2 separate regions of the Mus musculus genome follow, and region 2 is linked to region 1. A link is a contact called in public HiChIP or PLAC-seq data. All regions are on one chromosome and are shown on one strand. The core of a region is the stretch at or near the end of the contact, and the rest is flanking DNA. Distances in the headings are between cores, read along the strand shown. Region 1 holds the start of Capn2 (calpain 2). Region 2 has its middle 28 kb from the start of Fbxo28.

The links. HiChIP or PLAC-seq counts read pairs in DNA pulled down with a chosen protein or histone mark.
Region 2: a contact with region 1 is called in an H3K4me3 HiChIP or PLAC-seq map of bone marrow-derived macrophages, with 3 times the contacts expected there. The contact joins the enhancer-like site here to the promoter of Capn2 in region 1. A contact is called at or near these places in 5 of 39 promoter capture datasets (the C10 cell line, the HPC-7 cell line, HPC-7-derived erythroid cells and 3 more), 9 of 484 Hi-C or Micro-C datasets (ECoMG myeloid progenitors, the N1E-115 cell line, bone marrow-derived macrophages and 6 more), 17 of 115 datasets of contacts at active chromatin or transcription factors (CD8 T cells, the HPC-7 cell line, the NIH/3T3 cell line and 11 more) and 3 of 9 other capture datasets (embryonic stem cells, liver and macrophages).

Annotation. Positions count from the first base shown.
Region 1 is chr1:182,514,375-182,519,723 of GRCm38.p6, forward strand. It overlaps Capn2 (calpain 2), which reads right to left and starts at 3,236. Exons shown (of 21, transcript NM_009794.4): 1 at 2,744-3,236. The coding sequence starts at 2,980.
Region 2 is chr1:182,366,957-182,372,305 of GRCm38.p6, forward strand. No RefSeq gene overlaps it. Among named protein-coding and RNA genes, the nearest start is that of Fbxo28, 28 kb to the left of the region's middle. Within about 2 kb of position 2,930, at least 88 of the 459 cell types and tissues checked have an H3K27ac peak or open chromatin away from gene starts, as enhancers often do. A contact at or near this core is called in CD8 T cells, ECoMG myeloid progenitors, the HPC-7 cell line and 4 more, where this site is marked.

The sequences.
Region 1 (5,349 bases), core at 1,986-4,485:
CCCTTCCCTTCTCCCATTCAATGACTTTGCTCTATTTCAGTCTCCAAAAACCAGCTAGTGACTCCAGTAGCCACTTTATTAGTATTATTATTATTATTATTATTATTATTTTATTATTGTTGTTGTTATTCCTGTTGCCTGGCCCCACCAGGGTATGACAGGACAGGTCAGGACAGCTAGCCCAACCATGAATGCAGACTTGATTTGTTCTGAGCAAGGTTGACACTCCCAAGCTTTGTTTTTTCCAACTGTCCGATGATGTGTGTAGCCTGCCCTAGGCAGTGTCCCTGAGGTGGCTCTGGAACTCTGTCTTTCTACTCAGGAGGCCCAAAGGCTTTACTATCACCTGTTGAAGGACACTTCTGCCCTCTCTGGGCTTCAGAGACAGAAACTAAGTATACGGTGCCTGGAATATAATAAGTGTTCAATAATTGCTCATTGATTGAATGGAACGTTGGTGGACTCAGATGTGTGTGGGTTGTAAGCATGCCTCAGCCTTGAGTTTCTGCTTTAACTTCCCTTCAATGATGTGCTGTAACCTGGAATTTTAAGCCAAGTAAATTCTTTCTCCCTTCAGTTGCTTCTGATTAGGGTGTCTCCTAACCACAGAAATGATAAAAAGTAAGTCGTAAAACAGTATGCAAATGTGAGGAATGTGTTCTCTGGTATGTGAATAGTCTCCCCGGCCAGGATGTCATCTGAGGCTCACAATGACTGTTCGTTCATTCATTCATTCATTCATTCATTCTTTAAACAGTCAGTGGTTTGTTGTGGATGTCTCAATGCCTGGGCTAGAGTAAGCACTCCCTAAATGCTGGTGAATGAGTGAATGAGTGAATGAATGAATGAATGAATGGATATTGAGAAGGGATGCTACTCCAGCAAGACACTGAGAGCACATGGCAAATAACACAGAACAGCTCAGCGAGAAAACATGTGACTGCGTGTGTTCATGGTGACAACCCCAGGGCAGGAATGTGCACAGGGCAGAGAGCAGCAGGGTGAGGAACAACTCTCGAAGGAGGAGACTTTGAAAGAATGTAAATGAGCCAGACTTGGGGCAAGAGCATGCCTGGGAGATGAGGAGGGTAAGAGAGAAGAGCGGGGTGTCTCCAGGAAACCGAAGCAGCCGCAGCAGCTGCACCAAGTGTGGTAGACAAGAGAGAAAACAGAGTGGCCTCATTGGTCTTATTTTTATCTTCATTTAATGTTGAGACACAGTCTTACTGTGTAGCTCAGGCTAGCCTAGAACTTACTAAACAGCCAAAGCTACAAAGTGTCTTGAGGGCTTCAATCAAGGGTGTGTACCACCATGCCCGGCTGAGGTGAGGAAGGGAGAGCCAGTGATTCACCCTGGGTACCCAGGTGCTCTGAATCCTGTTCCACAGAGACTTCTCTAGTCTTCCTTGCCACTTATCTTCAAATTTGAGTCAAGTTCTCATGTGGTCCAAGCTGGCCTCAAATGAACTCACTGTATAGCCAAGGCCAGCCTCCATCTTCTTCTGTTGTTATTAGTATTTATTTTGTGTGTGTGCACATTCGTGCCTGTGAGATTCTGCACGTGTGCGCCACAGTGTGCATATGAAGGTCAGAGAAAAATTTTGGGGGAGTTGGTTCTCTTTTTCCAGGTGGGTTCTGCAACAGAACTAAGGTCATTAGAAATGACCACCAAAGCCCTTACTCAATGAGCCATCTTTGTGGCCCCAGGCTTTGAATCTCTCATCCTCCCATCTCCACCTCCTGAGTCCTGGAATGGCAGGCATATATTAGCATGCACCTGATTTTATATGGTGCTTGGGATAGAACCCAGGGCTTCATGCATGCTAAGTAAAGACTACCAACTGAGCTATACCCCCGCTAGTCTCTGGTACTTTCAGACTAGACTCAGTAACAAAAGCAGCCTGGGGGAACCAAGAGGATAGAAGCAGGGTATGAATGTCCATTGTCCTAACAGGAATCTAGAAGTTTAGACTTCCTCTCAGTTCCTGGGAAAAGTCAAGTGAGGGTCCCATGGGCATCCACTGGCGATTGAAACCACAAGGGAACGGGAAGGGCTTAAGGGCAGAGACTCTGAGGGTTAGGACAGGAGTATCTAGGAGTTGAGCAGAGGTTTCCGGGTGAGGACTCTAGGTCAGCAAAATAATGAGTAACAGAATCATTGGAGCCCATCGATTCTTTAAGCTACCCTTCAGTTCTTTAAGTTAAAGAGTCCTCTAACTGCACTTTGAGAGCCAGACAAAACCCACGCTGGATAAATACATGTACTTGCATTTACAAGTGCCACATGTACTTGTGACCACCTTTGTCAGCCAGAGCCAGGCTGTGCCCACCCCTTGCCCCCACCCACCCAGCAGTCCCGAGTCTTCTATCCTACTCTGATATCCCCACCCCCACCCCTACTGCCGAGCAGTGTCTCCACCCTCACTCAGATCACCACTAGAGTCCAGTAAAAGTTTCACCCCAGCGGCCCTGTGTCCCTGCGGCTTTGTGAAGCCGAAGGCAGCCTCCAGGGCGTGTCCACTAATGGGATTTGGGGTCCTGTCCTGCGAAGCGCTCTGCGCGCAGCTTGGGGCAGGTCCACTGGCTGGGCCTCAGTCTGCATAGGGAGTCCCCTTAGCAGCAATCGCGGAGCACTACTAAGCAGGGACTACCGAGCCGGGGAGCCAGGGACTTGCAGCCTCCCGGAACCCCGAGTGCCCTTCCAGGCCCTGCCGGCCCTGCCTGTTCCCCTCGCGCTTCCTACCGTGGGCCGCTTCCATTCGATGCCCCGAGTTTTGCTGGAGTAGGGCCCCAACTCCTTATAGCCCAAGGATGACGGCAGGGCGGGGAAGGAAGGATCCTGGAAGAGCGCCCCGGCCTCCAGGCACTCGTTCCGCAGCGTCTCGTAGTCCTGGTTGAGGTACTTGATGGCTCTCTCATGCGACCCCAGCCCCTCGGCCGCTTCGCGGTCCTTGGCCAGCTTTATCGCGATGCCCGCCATGGTAGCGATCCGGTTGGCGCACTGCACGGAGAAAGGGGTCGCGGAGAGGCGGGGCACGGCACTCGGCTGGGGCGCGGCCGGGCCCGGGGCGCTGCAGCGGACTGCGGGAGCCGCTGCTGCGGGGATGATTCACCGGCGGGAAGCGCCTGGGCCGTGCGCGGGGTGTGGCCTCCGCCTCCCCAGGCCTGCTCGGCGCCGGGCTCCGGACGCGGCTCGCCGGCGACCTGCACAGTGCCAGCCCGACCGTGAGGACTACGGGGCCGATGCTGCCACCTTCGGACGGCTCTCGGGATGGCGCGGCCCGGTGGGGAGGGCGAGCGGGGGGTGTTGGGGGGACGACAATCGCAAGTTGGGGAGCGAAGTTGTCAAACCCCAGCCATTGGGGAGTAAGGCTGGGCGAAACTCAGCAATGACTGTCCAGAAAACATCGGATGAGTCAGGAGCGGATGAGGGAGGGAGCGCGGCGACTAAGCCAGTTGCCACTCATTGGGCTCAGGATCGAAAGAGAGCTCTGCAGGCTCTGGGCACACATGTTACCTACCACCCCCAAATTTGTGAGAAATGGCTACTGGTGTGTCCATCTTACAGATGAGAAACTGAGCTCCAAAGAAGTTCAAAGATGTAACCCCTACAAATTAAAGCAAGACAGGAATTTTAGGGTCCCAGGGCCTCTGCAGTTACTTATTTGTGCATAAGTAGGGCTGTACAATTTGACAAAAACAAAAAACAAAAAAACAAAAAAACAAAACAAAACAATCCATGCTTGTTAAATCTAAATTTCAAGAAAAGGGGCTGGGGGATTGTGTGGTTTTAGCATACGTAGCCCTCAAATATCACCCGAGGCAAACCTGTGTTAGAATAATAATGTGATGCTTATCTAAAACTCAGATTTACCTGGGATGATTTATTGAGTTGCTGCTGGGACACCATTTAGAACAGAGCCCCTGTTGGTGGCCTGTACCACCGCTCTGTCCAATGAAAGTTTTCGCTGCCACTCACACACACAGAACTGGGCGGGCTTGTGCTATGAATGGTTTAAAGCACGGGTTCTCAACTGGAAGCAACCCGCACGCACCAATGTGACCCTAAAGGTTTTTGACCCTAACTGCAGACTTTCCTCATATTGTCACAACTGGGACAAAGGAGGCTCCTGGCCTCTACTGGGTGGAAGCCAGGTGCTACTAAAGGATGGTCGGGCGGAGGGCATCCCTCTACAGAGAGAACAGGAAGAAAAGTGCAGTCTGAAAGATCTCTGTGCCAGGCTGAGAAACCCTGGTTTGAACCTCATCTTGGTTCAGCATTGATGGTTTCTGAGATAGTTTGTAACTCTGTCAGTTGCAGGAAATTGTAGCAACTTGAAATATCAGTGATATGCAAATGACTGTTCCTGGAAGAATCAAAGTGTCTGTCTCCCTGTGGCAAAGCCAGGGCTTGTCTGTTGATACTGCTACCTCACTATTCTCTCCTGGGCATGGCAGGTGTCTGGGATCTTCCCCCACTTCCCTTTTGAATCCTGAGCCCAGAAAAAATCAGGGTGGGGCCAAAGGAAATCAGATGGTGGGAAAAAATGAACAGCTTCCGGAAAAGAGCCATGAAGCTTAGAAACCACCATGCTGCAAACAAATGCTGGCTGTCGAGCATGGTAGCCCATGTCTTTAAATCCCAACACTTAACATGAAGTGCCTGACGGGCCGCGCCCAGAAGGTTCTACCCAGCAGTAAGCTGGATACATACATGCTAAGGGGAGGCAGGGATGGGGGCAGATCTCCATGAATTCCAGGCCAGCCTGGTCTGCACGGAGTGTTCCAGGCTAGCTAGGGCTATACAACAAGACCCTGTCTAAAAAAACAAAAGTACAAACAAACAAAACATGAGGTGTCTGGTTACTCCATCTGTATTTGTCAAATAAAATCTTTTAAAATGTGTTCATTTGTATCAATATGAAGCCATAATTTTAGCTTTAAGAAAGATTCATTCCTATTTAGCCTCGTTTCTGTATTCTTGTCTTTAACCGGGTGTCTACTGTTGCCCAAGGCTGACTCACTGCTTCACTTGCTCAAACTTCACTTGGGATTCTTTCTTTCCTTAATGGTTCCCCAGATCTGCTTCCCCCAGGATGGCCCACACACAAATGAAACAGAGGGCTTCCAGCCCACTGTCACCAGCTTCTGGGAAGGGGCCAACGATAGCCAGAACATTCCTCTACTTGGCTCGTCATTTCCCAGTGTTTCTCTTCCAGATTCTCCCTGACTCTGCTTGTCCCTCCTCTGCCACAGAAAAAAAAAACGGAGCCTCCTCTCCCTTATTTTTCTGTTTGAACCTGAGGTGCTTGCAGAGTCCTGAGAGGGGGCCATCCTGCCCAGGATCAC
Region 2 (5,349 bases), core at 1,680-4,179, 150 kb before region 1:
TTGTTCAATTCTCTTAGCCTTGAACTCGTCCTATGGGATCTTTCAACACTAACAAGATGAAATCCAACAGAGGCAAGGTGCAAAATTCTACATTCAGAAAGAAAGAAAAAAAAAAGCCAGCAATTAAAAGACATAGGATTAGAGAAGTATTGCTTAATCTCCATATGGGGGGGGGAAGCATAAGATCAGAATGATTCAATGATATGATCTGATCATTCTTCAAATGGTAAAAATGTGATGTGGGCTACATTAATAGGAGCATAACGCTCAGGACAGGAGATGTGTTTGGAAAGAATGATCCCTATTCTTGGTGTTTGTCAGTGAACTCTGTGGCCTCCTCTGCCCTGCTCTTTGTCGCGAATGATGAGAGCTTATGACAGAAATGGAAAAGAGTGAACGGGCAGAGAAGAGGCTGAAAACATCAGATGAGGAATGTCGGACCTGGGTTATGACACACACTACAGGAGGAGAACACAGAAAGTCACCTGGGTTGAAGGAGTGAGTTTGGGTGATGCCATGTGAAAGGCTAGAATTTGGATAGTGCAGAGAGGAGAGGGTGTCTGCTGAAAACTCAAAAACCTTTCTCCTACTACGATCCATCTGGAAAGGGTATGGGTTGGTAACTAGAAAGCTCCCCCTGTCCCTGGAAGGTTAGTGGTTGAATGAAGTAACTTCTAAGCTATTTTCTGGCTCTGAGTAGGATCTAGAAGCACTTTCCCTCATTTTAGAGAGAAATCAGAAGCCATCCAATCAGTGCCCAGGGAAGTCCTCCAACCAAACCTTCTGATCCCAGTGGAACATTCCTTTTGGTCCATACTGGTAACTTTTTATTGTCCAAAATGCCCTTCTTATCTCAGACACCTAACACATTTGAACACCTAGAACCAGAACACAGACCATGGAGACGCATGCAATTGCGCATTCTGGGTGTTTCCTAGAATTTATGCCCTTCTTGTAGCTTCTAAGCACTCGGGTCTTAGAGGAACAGTGAGCTTATTGTCCTTGTGGCTTACGTGGTACTGTTGGCACAGCAACAGGTAACTATATAATCCTGCCTTGGGAGTAAGCACACTTTTTTAAGGAATGTGCTCTACATGTAAGTCCTGAGATGATCACCTTTTAGAGTCCAAATGGCACCTACAATTGATGAAGCGCACATATGTAATGAGGACATGTAAGGCTTACAGGAAGCCTTACGTCCTTGGTAAGCATGCTCACTGAACCTTGGGCTGTCTCTCCTCTTTAATCATGAACTCTGGGTCTGGCTCTTTCAAACTGACAATGTCTCCATTGTCTCCACATTGTAAGGACTGGCCTGATCCAGGAGTCTAAAAGTGAAGGTAATAATTGAGCAGAAGGCGAGCCGTGTACGTGCACAGCAAAGGTCCAGGCATGCGCTGCTGCTGGAGCTTGAGACTGAGCCAGGTATTGTAGAGAAGCCACAGGCAAAAAGTTCTGATCCAAGCAGCCAGGTCCAGACATCTAGCAGCACATGGCTATGAGTCTGGAAATCATTTGACTCTGTGGTTATCTGTTCAGAGAAGAGGTCAGATTCTAGGTGGGGTCTGCTGACTTAGTCAGAAAATAGGTCTGAAAGAATGCTGCACTTCCTCTCAATTAAGCAGGAAAATGCAGTGTGGTGACCTCATAATTCACGATTCTCCTGCCCCAAACACCAGTTCATCCATCCCCTTACACTCCTGCGGGGAAGGCAGTTCAGTGGAGGCATAGGAAGAGGGCAGTTACGATAGTAGATTCTCACGCTTCAGTTTCAGGTCTTGATGTGTAAAAGTTGAAACAACCTGTCCTGTTGGACCATCAGAAAGAAGCCAGGCTCTCTAATGACCAGGTCCAGCCCCACCGGCTCCCTTTCATCTGCTTGCAAGTAAAAGCAGACGACCAGTGTCTTCTGGCTGGACACTGGTCAGGAGGGTATCGTTTTCCTTTGCATGACTAAATGCCCATTTCTTCACAGGCAGGACGGATGTCCGCAGATGAAATGCTCTGTGAGCTGTGGCCTGGCCACTGAATCATCTGGCTTGAAACGACAGGCTGCTATTAGAGTAAACCACACAGCGCTGAAAGGTGGCCAGAGAGGAAGTGCTGCTCACCTTCTTCATAAAGCTTCTCATTTTCTTCCCTCAGACTCGGTGTATTTTTAGGCAGCATAATTATTCCTCTTGACCCAGTCAAAATAGCTCCTTTTCTTACAATTGTTTCTTGGCAGGGCTTGAGTATAATAACCGTATCCCCGGAGTCTTCCCGGATGTCTCTGAAATGAGAAAGGAGGAAATAGGTAAGGGACCCGTCTAAAAGCATGGTTGGGAAAATTTTTAAAAGGGTATTTAACTTCACTCTTCTGAGTCACAGCCTCTCTTAGAGTCTGAACTAGCTCAGAAATTGACTTTTAAAATCTCTGTCTTTGTCTGTCTGTCTCTCTGTTTGTCTGTCTGCCTCTCTCTCACGCGGTCTCCGTTATTGGAGATTGGACACAGGGCTTTCTGCATCTTAGACAAATGCTCTTCTACTGAGCTGTACCTCTAACCCCTGAACTGCTTTTCTTGGAGATGCCTGTAGAAGAAGTCCTACCAAGCCAGTGCCATAGGCAAGCACTTAGAAATCGGGTTTCTGGTATGCTCGTCCTACTTCCTTCTAGGAAGAATTGAGAAACAGCAGTGACCCCGAGAGCCCTTGTGGTTTTATGTATTCCGCAGGAAAACACACCAGTCACACTTTCTGTTGGCCTCATCTTCAGATCAGAAGTACACTATTGGGAAGTAGGGGATCAATTTGTTGTTCAGGCTGGCCTCAAACCCTGGGTCAAGCAATCCTCCTGCCTCCAAAGCTGGGCTTGCAGGTATGCATCTCTGTGCCAGCTGGTCATGCAGTTCTAAAGCCAATTCTAGGAGACGTGGAAGGCTGTGTTTGGCAATTACAGAGGAAGCTGGAGGCAGAGAGCTCTCTATTAGGTCATGCTGCTTTTCAGAAAAAGCTGATATTTCCTCTCCCGGTAAAGATGTATCCAGGTTGTGGTTTTTGTGGGCAGAGAAGAGTTCCCGGAGCACCCACAGCCTTTCCTTTAATCCACATGCTCAGAATCTGACCTGTGAAGCTGGTGGCGAGCTATAGGGCCTGACACAGGCAATTGCAGGAGGTTCATACCTGAATTCAAAAGACATTAGGTAAAAACAAACAAACAAGAAAACTCCTCTAAAACTGACTGCGTCTCTTTGGTTCGTACTTCAAGATGATGTAATGGTGATGTCAGAAGGGGTCTGTACCATGTGTAGCTGTATGAATTATACCCAACATTTTCTCTAGGGAAAAGGCTAGTAGACAGTTTTGCATAAGCTGGGATGTACCTTGGTGGTAGCTAGAGCACTTGCCTAGCTCTGCATTTGATAGAGGTGAGTGTGGGAGGATAGATGGATGGATAGATGGACAGACGGATGGGTGGATGGATGGATGGATGGATGGATGGATGAATACATGAATGAAAATACAGCAGGTTCCCAAGCCACCAGGGACATTTTCAAAGCCAGCATCTCCTGTGCTGTCCCAGACTGATCTGAACTTATATTACTGTGTGCCTCGTGCAGTTCATAACAAGGGGAGCAGGAACTGAACTCATGAAGCCAGGAAGGTCTGAGCATGCCTACTCCAGTATAGACTTGCTGCTGCTCCTTGAGGACTGAAGAAAAACTATCTTCTGGCAGAGGCCAGGGAGGATTGGAAGTCCTGAAAGACTGTGGAGGAATCCTTTATCTGCTGCCTGCGTGGGGGTGGGGAGGGGTTCAGCAATTTGCTCAGGATGCAGCTTCTTTTCTCACCCAGCCCTCAGGAACCTGCTGGGGTGTGTGTGTGTGTGTGTGTGTGTGTGTGTGTGGCATGTGTGTGTGTGGCATGTCGGGGCCACCTGAACAGCGACAACACACTCACAATTAGTTGTCACCGTGAGTTCTGGCAGAAGGCACTCGGTGTCCTCTCTCCTTCCTCTTTCTTTGCTTTGATTTTTGTAACTCAGGCTGGACTTAAACATGCTGCAATGCTCCTGCCTCAGCCACCCAGGTACTGGGATTATAGGTCTGAGCCGCCACACCTGGCACACTGGTTCTGTCTCATGTCCTCATCAGTGGGCTTTTTCAGCCACTCCCATTTTGCACTGTATGCGTCAAGGTTCACTAATCTCTTTGTCTGAGTTCGAGTCTGCCCAGCACATTATATCGGCCCTAAAGAAGCCCCGCCCTGTGTTTGTTGTTAGCGTCATAACTTACTACTCAGAACATCAGACAGGCTCCGTGGGTGCTGGCCTCAGATGTGTCTAGCATGCTCTCATAAACCAAGCATGGCAGCCGTCCCCCGTCATCTTAGTGACTCTACTCAGCATCTGCTGGGCGGCTGCAAGAGAGATACCAGCCTCCTCTGTTCGTTATCCAAACCTACGTCAAACTGGAACTCACCGCTCATTTCCTCAACCTTTTTCCTAAGTTCCTCCATAGCGGGGAGTGCTTAATAACAATTGGGGTTTGAAATTTGGGGTCCTCTGCCTCCCCTGCTCCCCCAGTTAAAGTACCACCATCCTATGACTACAATACTTGCAAAAACCTGAACTAAACCACAAAACAAACCTTACCTTTTCAGCTTAAATCTGCCTTCTTAAAAAAAAAAAAAAAAAGAGGGCCACCAAGATAATTCAGTGGGTGAAAGCTCCTGCCACACAGGCCTGGCCACCTAAGTTCCATCCCTTGAGTTCATTGAGGAAGGAGTAGGCCCAGCCCTGAGAGTTCTCTGCTGGCTCTCTCACACACAATGATAAAAAATGAAATAGAGTAAAATTTAAACAAACATTAGGCTAGGTGTCGTTCAGACCTACGATGTAGCTAGCACTCAAGAAAATGAGGCAGGAAGATCGCTGTGAGTTCAAGGCCAGCCCAGGCTACATGATGAGTTACAGGCTGGCATGGTGATGTGGCCTGCGATGAGATTCTTGTCTCAAAAACAAAAGATTTAATTTCCTATTTCTCATAACTGAGCGACGTTTGTAAGCTTCATATAACGCCATGTAACAGCTAAGGAATGCAGTCCTCGCAGCTCATAAATTAGCTATGAATGGCAATGGACCTGTCTCCTGAGTCAGAGGCTTGGTTCACAGAGATTAGATAAAAAAGGAAGGCCTTAGATAACACAGGAAGGTGCCCAGGAAAAGCTCCTCCCCTGCCTGGGTCCGATTCAGCCCTGATAGATTTATCCATGCAGCAAGGATCCTTGATTCATCCCTTTGTCTCTTCCTCCTTTCAGCCGTACCTTTGCTTCGCCAGTTACCCAACAAACTCTTCGCAGAGTGACTCT